2 separate regions of the Danio rerio genome follow, and region 2 is linked to region 1. A link is a contact called in public HiCAR-type data. All regions are on one chromosome and are shown on one strand. The core of a region is the stretch at or near the end of the contact, and the rest is flanking DNA. Distances in the headings are between cores, read along the strand shown. Region 1 holds the start of scpep1 (serine carboxypeptidase 1). Region 2 holds the start of dus1l (dihydrouridine synthase 1-like (S. cerevisiae)).

What was found. HiCAR-type assays count read pairs that join an accessible place to other places.
Region 2: a contact with region 1 is called in a HiCAR-type map of caudal fin, with 3 times the contacts expected there. The contact joins the promoter of dus1l here to the promoter of scpep1 in region 1. A contact is called at or near these places in 2 of 4 datasets of contacts at active chromatin or transcription factors (caudal fin and embryo).

The regions. Positions count from the first base shown.
Region 1 is chr3:34,984,488-34,987,080 of GRCz12tu, forward strand. It overlaps scpep1 (serine carboxypeptidase 1), which reads left to right and starts at 1,291. Exons shown (of 13, transcript NM_200192.1): 1 at 1,291-1,442. The coding sequence starts at 1,379. coil (coilin p80) reads right to left here and starts at 1,212. Exons shown (of 7, transcript NM_131512.2): 1 at 846-1,212. The coding sequence starts at 1,096.
Region 2 is chr3:35,079,923-35,082,515 of GRCz12tu, forward strand. dus1l (dihydrouridine synthase 1-like (S. cerevisiae)) reads left to right here and starts at 1,310. Exons shown (of 14, transcript NM_199617.2): 1 at 1,310-1,386; 2 at 1,754-1,999; 3 at 2,555-2,593. The coding sequence starts at 1,345.

The DNA.
Region 1 (2,593 bases), core at 41-2,540:
CAATGTAATGTAATGTCAGATCTGACTGCCTATGTGTGAAATACAGTAGCATGTAAAGAAACGCATAATGTCAGATATGCCATATTGTCAGTTAAAGCACGGTTGTGTCTTTTGTCTAACAAATGAAGGAGTAATTCAGGCAAAGCCCCTAAAAACAAGTTTTATGTACTAATCCTATAATGGCAGCTTTACTTTCCACTAATAAGCACTGCCCACTAAATTATGTATTTAAGTGAGTGCTAGCTGCAGTAGTAGAGAGATTTTTCGATGAATGCCACAGCGACGATGAGTTCTTATGAAAGGTTTCTGCTTTGAAGATACCCAAAAGTCCTCCTGGTTTTCCTGGACTTTCAAAAGTCCTCTTCAAATTCAAAACACTATGAAGTAAAGATCATGTTCCATGAAGATATTTTGTAAATGTCCAACCGTAAATATTAAAATATGTAAATACAAAACTCAATTTTTGATTAGTAATAAGTATACTGTAGCTAGGAACTTTACATGTAATTTTCTGAATATGTGGATTTTTTTCTGATTCAAATTCAAATGGTTGTATCTCAGCCAAAAGTGGTTCCATCCTAACAAACCATACATTAATAAATTTCTGGTGGTGTTTAAATCTCAATTTCAAAAACTGACAATTATGACTGATTTTGTAGTCCAGAGTCACGTTTATATAGGCAGGTTTACAGCAAAAGAACATGGTTAAACTATGGTGTAGTAAGTGTAAAAAAAAACATGAATGGTTTTCTGTTACTATGCTGCCAATTATTACATTTTAGTTTTATTCATAGTAAAACAACGGCTACTATTCTTAAATGTTGATCCCCAACACAACTTCTTACCTTACACTGTCATTATCACGTACTATATAAATACTTTCAGCAGAAGGCAGGTAGCATTCCTCAATAAACAGGTCTAAAATAGTCTTGCGGCTGTAGCCAAACTTTTCCTTTATGATGCTGGAAAGATCTGCGACAACTCGGCATTTGTTCAGGTCCACCAGCAACCAACACATCCGACACTCTGGTGTTGCAGGAGGAGGATAGTCAAAATACAACCTAACCCTGGCAGTGTTGAGGCTGGAGGTGGCCATGCCTGAACACTACACTACGTTACAGTACAGTCATGAGGATGATGGAGGCGCTCAGTGTTTTAAACGACGGCTTCCGCCGGTTTCTAACACACTCTGCTGCGCTCTGTCGGTGTGGAAGGGACACCATGTGGTTTATTTCCCTGTTCGTCAGCTGACTAGAGTCATATGATGCTGTTCCGCACATCACATTGCTCGGGGTTTGGGTTTGAGTACTTATAGTCGGCGTTGGTCCATCAGACACAAGCCAATGTGGCAGCCGTTTGAGAGAGCCTGAGGTCATTAATGATGGCGCGGTCGTGGATTGGCATGTTGGTCGTGCTGCTGTTTGCTGTGAGCTTTTATGAAGGTATGAAATGTGTTCAATTTAACACTGAGGAAAGTTGTAGGGTATCTATTTATGGGTTTTTGGTTTTTATTGTTAGTCATGATGAATGGAACTGCAACATGAGAGGAGATATAGTGAAATGTTTTGTAACTTGAGAGACAAACCGAAACCGAAAGATGTTGACCGTTGTTTCATTTGTATCCAGTTAGTCGTGAGATTAACCGAAACCGAGTCGGTTGATTCTAATGAAAGACGATGAGCATAAATGATTATATTCATATAGTCAAGAACAATGGAATAATACATTTTAATCGTTTAAAACGATAAACATGTAAGTGTAAAAGTGAAAACATCAACAGACTATCTGTCTGAGTATTCTGTTTACTCCTTTACATTATTAAATATCTAAAAAGCTTACTTGACTGCAATTCTTGCAGTATTCACCTTTAAGGAACTTCTTTATTCTGTTAATACTTTTTAATTGGTTTTAATCAGGAAAATCCAAATGTAGTATCCAACTGAAAGGGAGAGGGGGGAGTAGAAACCTAATGTTAAGTTTTGAGCAATTCCATGCAAATGTCAACCTTGCCATGAAAAAAAAATGAAGTTTTCACCAAGATAGCAAAACTGAATCTGCTTTTTTGCATAAGCAAGTATTTTACTGTACTTTATACTCAAACATGTTTCTGTCAATGTTTTGAAACTATTATATTTGATTTACCAAAGTCACACAAGTGGCAATTTCACATCTATTACATCCATAACATAGAGAAGTCACATCCATAACAAAGCTTTTTCCTCATAACTGCAAAAATCTAAAATAAAACGAATCAGTTTTGTTCTGTAGCGAGATAAATCTTATCCTTTTAATTTACAGAATTTCTATAAACTATGTTGTATACGGTAACTTTTTTTCACAATCATAATACATGTTTATTTCCTCATTTGAAATCTGAAAATGTTCAGAGATTGATATTTTTCTGATCCCGTAACTCTGTGGTTAGTTGGTTTGGAAAATACAAACAAAAGTTTCAATATAATGTTAACATATAATTTCCATGTGACTTTATGTTTTAAATTTTTACTGCAAATGTCACATCCAGCCATAACGCTGGAGTTGCTCTTTTATTGTGAAACAAACTTGCATCTTGTCGTAAATATAACCATATTAG
Region 2 (2,593 bases), core at 60-2,559, 95 kb after region 1:
GCAAAACCTAGTTGATAACCAGCAAAAGTGTGTCACTTGCTCAAAATGGAAAGCTCACTCATTTAGAACAAGTATTGATGTCATTGAAAGTGTCTTCAAGATGAAAAGTCCTGACACCATTGTTTATGAACAAGATAGTCCAATGGCTTTGTCATGTTTTCATTATGACAGTTTACTCTGCACATTTTTTCCAATGGAAAAAAATAAAAAGTCAGATTTTGGTGACACTTCCGGAAAATGCTCAAGACAGCATGTTATTTGCACAGCCATTTGAAAACTACAGTAAAGTTAGACATCACTGCATTTAGTGAGGTATCTGTGTACAAGACACTGGATATGTATGTTTCACATTTTTACTGCATTTGCTCTTTGCAATTATAATGTATTCACACTCACAGCATTGTGCAAAAGAATAAACACACCCTTATTTACAACAAACATAAACTTACTTTGGAAGCATGATTGTAAATGATATTGCAGTACATATTGGAACTGAACCTACAACACACAGGTCTGTAAATCATTCATGAAATTGTTCAATTTAGGAAACATTTTCAGGGGAAAAAATTGCTTGACATATTTTGACAACTAGTTCAACATTTTTGTATGTAATGACTCAAGTAATGAAATAAGGACTATTAGTTTTATATGGAATGACTATTCAGCATTCAGAAGTTTAGTTAATTTTGACTGACATGACATAAGCAAATGATAATGTTATAAACAGCAGAGTTGTATGAAAGCAATTGAAGCATGCTCAAAAGCATTTGCAATGTGTTGGAAGGAATGAGAAACTGCTACTAGGATGTGCACAAATGACTAATTGTTTTGAGAAATGCATTAACTGTAGTGCAAATGTAAATAGTGTTGTGAGAAATGCACCAAAGCCACTCAGAAAAACTGTAAATGAAATAGGGCCTTCATAGGCTCTATCTCCACAGCATGATTGAGTTTACAGAGACACCTAGTGGAACGTTGTAAGTGCAGCACGATTGTACAGAGGTAAACATTTTAGTATACAAATATCAGTAAACAATTATAGAAAATACAAAATTATAGAAAGAAAAAATATTGTTATGCTTGTAAATGCCTATGGTCCAATTTCTAGTCCTCTCTCCATTAAACTGATGCAAATACGGACATATACAAACTTGATCACATATAAAAAGAATACATCGGTACATTAAAAATATGACACGTACGTCTGGTTTTACAAAGACATAAATTTACAGTTCATTGATAAGTCTTACCAAAAGAGATGCGTGTTTTAATCGCACCCGGAATAAATCTATCGGTGCAATGTTTCCTCACGGCTGTATTTCACCGCGACACATACAACAGTTCATGTGCCGCATATATCGCAGTCTGGCTGTACCACAAGCTACTGTAAGTACTTAGTTCTCATTTAAATGCAGCGTAATTTAAAATAATGACAACTCAAAGTTAATATAAAAGCCAACTCAAAGGGTTTGCCTTTTGTGTGCATTAAGGTCTATTTCTTTTTTTTTTTTACATCCCATTCCGTGAGTCCAACCTCTTCAGCTTATTTTGCTGAAACACATTTTAAAATGTGAAGTAAACAATGACTTCGCACATCTAAATGTAATGCTCATACTATACTCTATTACTCGTACAATACACGTTTGCCTACGTTAAGTTATGGTAACACATTAGGCATGCAAGCAAATCATATCCTCGACTGTGACCTTATTTGTTTAACGTTACAATAGTATTAATGTTTCACCCTATGTAGGCAGGCAGCATGACGAAACCCCTCGGGTTCGAGTTCTGGAGGCGCACTCTGAAGGGCGCGCGCTTCGTGGTCGCGCCCATGGTGGATCAGAGCGAGCTGGCGTGGAGGCTGCTGAGCCGCAGACATGGCGCAGAGCTCTGCTACACACCCATGCTGCACGCACAGGTCTTCGTCCGAGATGCCAACTACCGCCGGGAAAACCTCTACAGCGAGGTCAACCAGGAGGACCGACCCCTCATCACTCAGGTGGGTCTGTGGACAGTAGAGAATTGAGGTGAAGTTGGTTTTAAATTCACACATTCACGGACTTTCTGCTTAATAATATATTTTCAGAAAAGTATACTTCTTTGCATCATATTAGCAGCCAGTGGCTATCAAAGTACAACATTGTTCACAGTCAACTAAATAGTGCTAATGTTGTTTACCTGTATATTTATATCAAATATGTACATGCAATTTACCATCCAGATCTTTTTTGACTAACTGCATCTCCGTTTAATGTTTATCTTCCTTTTTTTCATATTTGTGTTGTCACTTGTCACTTTATGTATACTGGAAGCTTCTGTAGCCAAAACAAATTCCTTGTGTGTAAAGCACACTTGGCAATAAAACTGATTCTGATTTAAGTGCATGTGATTTCAGGCCGAATGTTCAAAGTACCATGGTAAACAATATTGGGAACATGTCACAGGTTGCACTGAACGAATGTGTGAATATACAACTAACTTTACCTCAATACGAAGAGATGGAGAGTATGTTTTGCTGCATGAGTGTCATTTTCATGTTGATGTCTCCATCCAGTTCTGTGCCAATGATCCTGAGGTGTTTATCCAAGCAGCA